3 separate regions of the Sus scrofa genome follow, and all the other regions are linked to region 1. Evidence: chromatin contacts called from public HiChIP or PLAC-seq data. All regions are on one chromosome and are shown on one strand. Each heading gives the region's core, a stretch centred on a gene start, on an enhancer-like site or on the middle of the called end of the contact. The rest is flanking DNA. Distances are from core to core; before and after follow the strand shown. Region 1 overlaps ZNF710 (zinc finger protein 710). Region 2 holds the start of ARPIN (actin-related protein 2/3 complex inhibitor). Region 3 overlaps AP3S2 (adaptor-related protein complex 3, sigma 2 subunit).

What was found. HiChIP or PLAC-seq counts read pairs in DNA pulled down with a chosen protein or histone mark.
Region 2: a contact with region 1 is called in an H3K27ac HiChIP or PLAC-seq map of alveolar macrophages. The contact joins the promoter of ARPIN here to the enhancer-like site in region 1. A contact is called at or near these places in 1 of 5 promoter capture datasets (liver), 4 of 47 Hi-C or Micro-C datasets (embryonic fibroblasts, heart right ventricle, liver and 1 more) and 2 of 2 datasets of contacts at active chromatin or transcription factors (alveolar macrophages and skeletal muscle).
Region 3: an H3K27ac HiChIP or PLAC-seq map of alveolar macrophages shows a contact between it and region 1. The contact joins two enhancer-like sites. A contact is called at or near these places in 1 of 47 Hi-C or Micro-C datasets (epiblast stem cells) and 1 of 2 datasets of contacts at active chromatin or transcription factors (alveolar macrophages).

The regions. Positions count from the first base shown.
Region 1 is chr7:55,635,922-55,639,176 of Sscrofa11.1, reverse strand. ZNF710 (zinc finger protein 710) reads right to left here. Exons shown (of 5, transcript XM_021098970.1): 2 at 1-404. The coding sequence starts at 376. Among named protein-coding and RNA genes, the nearest start is that of IDH2, 38 kb to the left of the region's middle. Within about 2 kb of position 1,771, at least 52 of the 83 cell types and tissues checked have an H3K27ac peak or open chromatin away from gene starts, as enhancers often do. A contact at or near this core is called in alveolar macrophages, liver and skeletal muscle, where this site is marked.
Region 2 is chr7:55,481,910-55,485,005 of Sscrofa11.1, reverse strand. It overlaps ARPIN (actin-related protein 2/3 complex inhibitor), which reads left to right and starts at 1,471. Exons shown (of 6, transcript NM_001244544.1): 1 at 1,471-1,661. The coding sequence starts at 1,570.
Region 3 is chr7:55,441,061-55,444,075 of Sscrofa11.1, reverse strand. All of the region lies in intron 3 of AP3S2 (adaptor-related protein complex 3, sigma 2 subunit), which reads left to right. Among named protein-coding and RNA genes, the nearest start is that of AP3S2, 20 kb to the left of the region's middle. Within about 2 kb of position 1,340, at least 2 of the 83 cell types and tissues checked have an H3K27ac peak or open chromatin away from gene starts, as enhancers often do. A contact at or near this core is called in alveolar macrophages, where this site is marked.

The DNA.
Region 1 (3,255 bases), core at 522-3,021:
CTGACACTTCGTAGACCTCCTGCTCCTCCTCCTCCACTTTCTCAAACTTGACCTTGGGCACCAGCCGCACAGGCGGCCGCGTCTTCCGCCGGGTGTGCTTCTCAAAGGCCGCCTCCACCTCCAGCACCTCCTCCTCTGCCGGCTCCTCCAGGGCCCGCCCGTTGCAGGCCAGCTGGTAGACATCGGGGCCTGGGGGCCGGGGCTCCCCCATGGCCACCCCAGACAGCTCCGGCCCCAGGTCCGGGTAGAAGGCTTCGGCGCTTATGGTGGCTCCAAAGAGCTCATTTTCTGAGACGAGGCCCAGCACAGCGGCCTGAGCCAAGGACAGCACCACCACAGCATCCGTCTGTGTCCCTGAGTCCATGAAGCCCTCCATCCCGTGGCGGCTGGCTAGGAGGGCATCGCTGCAAGAGGAGAAGGGATCGTTAGCACTGCCGGCTCAGTGTTGCAGAGACAACAGACAGACACACTCAGCAAGGGCTCAGCCAATTTTGGGGTGTGTCTGTCCCTGATGTCTTTCTATCCCTGTCTTGAGAAGTGGACACTTGTAATTATGGGGAGCAATGACACCCTTTGTGTATCTGACCATCTCCTTCATCTCCCTGTGGGATCATGGCTAAGCCCTGCCTCCACGCATGCCTCAGTCTTCCCACCCTTGAAACAGAGAGGTTGGCTTTCTTCAGTGGTTCTCAAACTATGTTCTAAATGTCCTCCAGTAGTTCCTCAAAAACTGGATCCAACATTGCAAAAAAAATTAAGATTCTCCTATTCTAAAAACTGATTTTTTTTTTTTTAAGGCTGCACCTGCGGCATATGGAAGTTCCCAGGTGCTTAGGGGTTGAATTGGAACTGCAGCTGCCAGCCTACACCACAGCCACAGCAGCACCAGATCTGAGCCACATCTGCGACCTACACTGCAGCTTGTCGGAGCCTTAACCCCGAGCGAGGACAGGGATCAAACCTGTGTCCTCATGGATACTAGTTGGGTTTGTTACAGCTGAACCACAATAGGAACTCCTAAAAGCTGATTTTTACAAAACCCATCTACTGAAATGGAATACATATACTTTGTCCCAACACATCCAGTAGGCCCACTCGCTTTACAGCCAAGGTGTAATTAATTTTGCATAGACTTTGAGACTGTACAGTGAGGTAGGTGTTAAACAATAGCCACCATTTGTAATGGCTTGGCCATGTGAAGGAAGCATTTGGGTTTTTTCACTGGGCCAAAACAAGGCAACACACAAAAATAAATTAGGTACCGAGGCCGATCTCAGAGAGCAGGTACTGCCATCAGCCCTTATGCTAAATGACTGTGTCTATCACAACAGGTCATTGTTCTTGATTAGTTAAATGTGAGACATTTAAGTATCTAAACTCATTGATAGCATAGCTTGTGTCTGATTTGTACACTGGAATCCCATGTAAGATCTGATTTGGAAGACTGGTTCTGTGACAAACCAGAATAAGTTTGAGAAAACCGGCTCCCAGGTTCATGGTCAAGCACTCAGATTCAACAGGTGTTTTTGAAGGGTCGAAACCTCGGGGGCAGTGGCTTCCAGCCTTCCTAGGGGCTCCAGCGGCGCCACAGCCCTCCATGCCCTCCAACCTTTGCACACGGGAACCGCTCCAACTCCCCCGCCCCGCCCCGCCCCGCCCCGCCCCTGGCTCCTCCTGCCAGCCCCCCAGGCTTCCCAGCCCTCCCCACAGGCCCGGATGTGGGAGGGCCTCAGATACTCATCAGATTGTACCCCGCCCCCAGCTCCATAAGGAAGGGGGACTGGGTGGCTCCCGCCTGCCTGCCTGCCTGCCTGCCTCGCCCGCTCTCCTCCCAGGCCAGGGTCAGGTGCACGGCCGCTGGCGGCGGCAGCAGCGGCGGCGGCGGCGGCACTTCCTCAGGAAATGCGCTCCGGCCGGGGCCTGGTGTCTCCCTCCCCCCACAGGCCAGAGGAGCTTCCCCTTCCTGAAGCAGCTAAAAATAAAATACCCCAGAGAGACATTTAGCCTCCTTGAAACAGACACTAAAGATGAAGCGTAAAGCGGGGCTCTCATGGAAGAGGGCTGATAGAACGAAACCTCTGCGTCCACCTTGAACAGACTGGGGGGCCTGATTCAGAGCTCACCTCCCACCCTCCGTGGGAAAGAGCACTCAACTGGGAGTCAGGCAGCGTGGCCTCAGGTCCCAGCTCTGTCATGTGCAAGTGACTAAGCAAAGTTCCCTCAAAGTCACTTTTGCATCTCAGTTTCCCCATCCCCACATGGAGATGCAAACACCTACCCATGGAAGGGTAGTGAGTGCCGAGGCCGCAACATAGATGAAGGGGGTTAGTTAATTACAAAGCCCTCACCAAATGTAAAGAATCACTTTTATCCACCTAGATCTCTGGATCTTTTCTCTTTTTGTCTTTTTAGGGCTGCACCTGAAGCATATGCAAGTTCCCAGGCTAGGGGCTGAATCAGAGCTACAGCTGCCGACCTACAACACCAGATCCTTAACCCACTGAACGAGGGCTCATGGATACTACTTGGGTTCGTTACCGTTACTCTTCTGATGAAAACCACAGAGCTGAGATTTCTCTATTCTGGGGCCCTAAATTCAGCAAAGGTTTGGGTGATTCTGCGACAGCTGCTAGGCACTGCGAACTCATTCAAATATTTGCTAAGTCCCTGCTATGGGTTGGGCCCTGCGCTTAGAGGGAAAGGTGGACGAGGAGGATCCCTGCCCCCAGGGTGTCCAGAGCAGACTGCTGTGCCCCTGGCAGCTTTTTGTGTCTGCTGTGGGTTTGAGAAAATGAGCAGCTCAGCGCTTTTTCTAGACTTCCCCAAAGGCAGGGCCAGGGGAGCAGAGGGATGGACCCTCCACAGCAGAGCCTCTGGTCAGGACTGGGCCCTGGATTCCAAGTTCAAATCTGGACTGTGTCCTCTTCTAGCTCAGGCACATCTGTCACATCCTGAGCCTCGGTTTCCTCATCTCTGCGGAGGAAGTGGTGCCTGACTGCCGGGGTAGTGAGATGAGATGAAGAAAAGATGAAGACATCGGTGGCAGGGTTAGTTCCCTACCCCCTGGGCTTTGCTCCCGGCCCCAGTCCCCGGCCCCACCCCTCTTCTGGCACCTGCAGGGAACAGGAGCAAAGAGACACTTAACATGGCTTTGTTGGCAAATGAGCAGGCAAACAAACAAACACACAAAGCTGGAGCCAGAGCACAGGCTGGGTTTGGTTCCCTCAGGGAGGGTAAGTGTGTAACTTACAGAAG
Region 2 (3,096 bases), core at 222-2,721, 150 kb after region 1:
CATATTGTAGATATCCTTTTGGTATCACAGATTTCAATTCCTTTGGACATAAACCCAGAAGTGAGACTGCTGGATCATTTGGTGGTTCTATATTTAATTTCTTGAGAAAATTGCATAGTGTTTACCACAGTGGCTGCACCAATTTATATTCCCATCAATGCTGTACAAGAATTCTCCTTTCTCCATATCCTTGCTAACTAACACTTATCTTTTGTCTTTTTTTTTGGCCAGGCCCACGGCATGTGGAAGTTCCCGGGCCAGGGATTGAACCTAGCCTGCTGCAGTGACAAGCCAGATCCTTAACTCACTGTGCCACAAGGGAACTCCTATCTTCTATCTTTTTGATAACCCATTCTAAGAGGTGGGGGGTGATATGTCATTGTGATTTTGGTTTGCATTCCCCTGATGATTGGTGACGCTGAGTAGCTTTTCATATAAATTTTGGGCATGCATATGTCTCCTTTGAAGAAATTTCTTTGCCCCCCCCCCTTATCTGGCTGTATCTGTGGCTTACAAAAGTTCCTGGGCCAAGGGTCCAACTCAAGCTGCTGCAGTGAAAACACTAGATCCTTAACCCACTGGGCCATAAGGAAACTCCATCTTTGCCCTCCTCCCTTTTTTTTTTTTTTTTTTTTTTTTGGTTTTGTTTTTTAGGGCCACACCTACTGCACATCGAGGTTCCCAGGCTAAGGGTTGAATCGGAGCTGTAGCTGCCGGCCTACACCACAGCCACTGCAACTCTGGATCTGAGCGGAGTTCAACCTACACCACAGCTCACGGCAACTCTGGATCCTTAACCCACTGAAAGAGGCCAGGGATGGAACTAGTGTCCTCATGGATACTAGTCAGATTCCTCTCCCCTGCGCCACAACAGTAACTCCCTAGAGTGAGCTTATTAAATCTTTACAACTCCTCTGACACTGACCCCATCTCATAGAGGAGGAGGCACGGGCTCAGAGAGGTTGAAGAACTTGTCCAAGCTCACCTGGCTGGGATTCTAACCATGGTAAGTCGCTGATCTGACATCTCAGCTCAGGCTCCTTTGCTACAGGTCCCCAGAGCTCTTCCCTCAGCCGCTCTGCGACCTCGCGCGTGGGGCGTAAAAAGAGCGACTCTGTGCTTAACCACTGCGCCGTCCCTGAGGGCTGTTCCCATTTTTCCGTTCCTGCTTCCTGGAATCCCATCCTTTCAGAGCTGACCGTACTAGCTCTCTTGGCCTCAATTTCCCTTGCGCGTGTGTGAGGCCTAGGTCTCCCTCTAGGAACAAGGAAGAGGGAGAGAACGAGAAGGGCGTGGCTCCACTCCCCGCCCTATCCCCACCCGCGGCAGAAGGCCAAGGCCGGGTCCCTGCAGGAGCCGGCCTCCCACCAAGCAAAGTCCCGCGGGCAGAAATGGAGCTCGGCCCCTTTAAATCCCGCGCGGGAACGCCCGCAGCCGCGCCGGACCCGGATCTGCGGCTGGGAATTGCCAGTCTCGGCGTGTGCTCCCTGCGCGGCTCCTCGCAGCGCCTTCCGCCCCGCGTGCCGGCTCAGTGCCCCGGGCCGCGAGGGCTCCGCGCCCGTGGGGAGAATGAGCCGCATCTACCACGACAGCGCCCTCCAGAACAAAGCGGTGCAGAGCGCGCGGCTGCCTGGGGCCTGGGACCCCGCCGCCCACCAGGGGTAGGCTCCGCCCGCATCTCCCTCCGCCTCCCGGGCCGGCCTGCGTCGGATCCCTAGGCTCCGCGTCGATCCCGGGCTCCCTGATTGGCAGGGGAAGGGGGGCGCCACCAAGATCGGGTACGGCTGGGAGGAAAGGCGGGGCTCACCGAAGGTCCCCTGGGCTCCAGACCGCTCTTCCCAGTGCTCCCCTCGGAGCGCACCCCTTAAGCCTTAAAACTCACAGAGGGTCGGTCCTGACTCCCAAACAGCGCTCATAAGACGGCGATTGCTTACCAACCTTTGTCTTTATCCCGCGCTGGCATATATCGGCTATAAACTTCACCACTTGCCCCTGCCTTGCCTTTAGGCCTTTTGCACACGGTGCACTCCGCTTCAGTAGGGACTGTGTGGTGCTGTGACCGGAACAGCGGGTGGGAGTTGGCCTGGGAGGGAGGGCCAGGCTTGCCTGGAGGCTTGAGTTGGATCCGGAGGGCCAGGCCCTACCATCACTGGCACGGAGAACAGAGAACGACTAGACCACTCCATTTGCAATTACAAATACAACTGAATGAAGGGATTAGCGGGATAGATAGGGGCGAGTGAGGTACTGGGAGTTTTAACTTTTCAGCCCCATCTCTTCACCTGCCCCACCCCTCTCCCATTTACGTGGTTCCAAAAAGGAAGTCCCCAGGTTCTGCTTTTGTGAGAATTAGGATTGGCAAGCCAGGGTCTGGTTCCCTTTAATGAGGGACTCTGATTTTTTTGTTTTGTTTTTTTGTTTGTTTTTTTAGGGCCTCTCCCACAGCATATGGAAATTCCCAGGCTAGGGGTTGAAGGGAGCTGCAACTGCAGACCTATGCCACAGCTACGGCAATGCCAGATCCTTAACCCATTGAGCAAGGCCAGGGATGGAACCCGAGACCTCAAGGATACTAGCAGGGTTTGTTAAGGCTGAGCCACGATGGGAACTCCTGGGACCCTCTGATCTTGGCCTAGTCACAAACCTTCTGAGTCTGGGTTTCCCCATTTCTAAAGTGGACATGAATGAGAGCGGGAGTGTGAAAGTGCTTTAGAAGTTCTCTTGTGCACAGAGGGTTAAGGACCCTGTGTTGTCACTGCAGCAGCTGTGGTCACTGCTCTGGTGTGGATGCCATCCCTGGCCTTCCATGGGAACTTCCATGTGCCACGAGGGCAGCCAAAAAATAAATTTTTTAAAAAGGAAGTGCTTTTTTTTTTTTTTTGGTCTTTTTGCCATTTCTTGGGCCACTCCTGTGGCATATGGAGGTTCCCAGGCTAGGGGTCTAATCGGAGCTGAGCTGCCAGCCTACGCCAGAGCTACAGCAACGTGGGATCCGAGCCGCGTCTGCGACCCACACCACAGCTCACATGGCAATGCCGGATCGTTAACCCACTGAGCAAGGGCAGGGATCGAACCCACAACCTCATGGTTCCTAGT
Region 3 (3,015 bases), core at 91-2,590, 190 kb after region 1:
TGTTGGGAGTTCTCACTGTGACACAGTAGGTGAAAAATCCAATTGCAGTGGCTTGGGTCGCTGAGGAGACGTAGGATTGATCCCTGGCTCAGTGAAGTGGGTTAAAGGATCTGGCATTGCTGCACTTGCTGTGTAGTTTGCATCTGTGGCTCAGATTCAGTCCCTGGCCCACGAACTTCCATATGTTATAGGTGCTGCCATTTAAAATTAAAAAAAAGGGAATTCCCTTTGTGGCTCAGTGGTAACAAACCCAACTAGAATCTATAAGGACGTGTTTGATCCCTGGCCTCGTTCAGTGGGTTAAGGATTCTGTGGCTTGTGGTGTAGGCCAGCAGCTGCAGCTCCAACTTGACTCCTAGGCTAGGAACTTCCATATGCTGCAGGTGCAGCCCTAAAAAGAAAAAAAGAAAAAAAATCCATCAAGTTTAATAGAAATACATTTAATCTGATTACAACACTAACATCAGTATCACTGATTTAATATTTACAAAAAATGATATTTCCCTCCAGCTTTATTGAGATATAATTGATATGTAATACATAACATTGTGTAAATTTGAGATACACAGAATGTTGATTTGATAAACCTATGCATTGCAGAATGACTACCGCAATAGTGTTGGCCAACACCTCTTACCCTGTCACATAATTACTATTTCTTTTTTTGTGTGTGGTGAGAATCATATTTTCTAGTACATAAAAATCATTGTGACATCCATGAAAAGTTAGAATGCTAGGTGTTTGGTGCACAAGGAGCTGACATCTGGAGAACTCTGTAAGTCCCAAACTTTAAATGTGTAGTCACCTTCAAACTGTATCCATTCCTCAATTGGAAGATGTCTAACCCAGTCCCACTCCTCTTCATGTGGGCATGTGATCTTTTGATACTTAGCATCCAGGTTTCCAAAGACTATTTCCTGTTACTTCATAGTCATATGACTTTCTCCATCAACCGAGCTGTATCCAGTGTTTTCGTTTTTATTTCTTGTTCAGCAAATTTCATTAGATTCACAGCTCCTGGGTTATAATAGCTAAATGTGGCTCTTCTGGTCTCTGCCAAAGCTTTAGCTTGCAGGGCTGCCGTTTGAGCCATCATAGCCACTCAAGGAGTTACTTGTGTTCTCGATGACAGCAGGACAGCAACATAGAAAAGCTCCAGTAGCTGCAGCTATTTCTTACTTTTGTTTTTCACCATTTCCTTTTCTTGTAATTTGTCCATCCTTTCCAGCCTCCTAGGATCAAGTTGTTTCCCACTCCTTTTTTCTCAGATGATGCCTTTTATGAGGCTTCGATCTTGAGTAACTTCCGCCACTTGATGACTTTCTTTCTTTGCAGTTGTGTCTGTCCTCCCCGTTTTCAGATAAATTTAGTTTCCCTATCTGTGAGAAGAATGAGTGTTCTTTGTCATTATGTTCCTCAAATTTGTTTTTTAGACTATTTTTAGATTCATGTCATACTCTTTTGCTGTCTGAGTCTCTAGCACATTCAGTTCAATCTCTTCATGCATTAGCATATTCTTTGCTTCTGTTCTTTCCTACATTATCTGACTTTTGTTCTCTTTACCTTGATCGTGATCTTGAATAATGATGTTTTGAGAAAACTTTAGGAGAAACAGATACACCTGACTGCCTTTTTTTGGCGGGGAGGGGGGGGAGGGCCACAGGTGTGGCACATGGAAGTTCCCAGGCTAGGGGTCGAATTGGAGCTGCAACTGCTGGCCTATGCCACAGCCACAGCAACGCCATATCCTTAACCCACTGAGCCAGGTCAGGAATGGAACCCGTGTCCTCATGGATAGTTGGGTTCATTTCTGCTCAGCCACAACAGGAGCTCCTGTGACTGCTCTTTTTTTATCTCTATCTGGGGCTGTCTTTTCTGGAGCTGTTCTGTCTCATTCTGTATCACTTGCTTATTGAGAACCCAATTGTGCCCCCCAAAATTCACATGTTGAAGTCTTAATCCCCAATGTGGCTGTATTTAGAGATGGGGTCTTTAAGGAAGTAAGTTAAGCAAGGTCTAAGGGTAAGGCTCTGATCCCATACAACTTACGTTCTTATAAGAAGAGGAAGAGACTCCAGAGGCCTCTTTCTTTCTGTGCACAAATCAAGGAAAGGCCTTTCATGGACATAGCGAGTCTGCAAGCCAGGAGTAGAAACTGATCCTGCAAGACCTTGATCTAGGACTTTTAACTTCCAACACTGCCGCTGGCCTACACCACAGCCACAGCAACACCAGATCCAAGCTGCGTCTGTGACCTACACCTCAGCTCATGGCAATGCCAGATCCTTACCCTATGAGCAAGGCCAGGAATCAAACCTGCATCCTCATGGATACTAGTGAGATTTGTTTCTGCTGAGCCACGACAGTACCTCCTTATTTTGTTATGGCAGCCCAAGAAGACTAATACACCAATCTTTTTTTTTGGTCTTTTTTTTTTGTCTTTGTTGTTGTTGTTGTTGCTATTTCTTGGGCCGCTCTCGAGGCATGTGGAGGTTCCCAGGCTAGGGGTCGAATCGGAGCTGTAGCCACCGGCCTACACCAGAGCCACAGCAACTCGGGATCCGAGCCGCGTCTGCAACCTACACCACAGCTCACGGCAACGCCGGATCGTTAACCCACTGAGCAAGGGCAGGGACCGAACCCGCAACCTCATGGTTCCTAGTCGGATTCGTTAACCACTGCGCCACAACAGGAACTCCCTAATACACCAATCTTAATTTCATTAACCCTCTTTAATGGAAACAGCCCCTTGGCACTGTGCTGCTGAGAAGTATGGTCTGCCTCTCCTTACATACTCCAGGCTTCTTAGTCCAGAGTCCTGGCAGTAGGGTAGTTGATTTTCTTCCTTTAAAACTAGAGAACACACACACACACACACACACACACACACACACACACACACACACACACACAAAACCTAGAGAACATGAATTTTAAAAGAACATGTATACACTCAAGGGCTCAGAGAACAGGAGAGAAGACAATAGCAAGGAATTTTTTGAAAGCAGAAGGGAA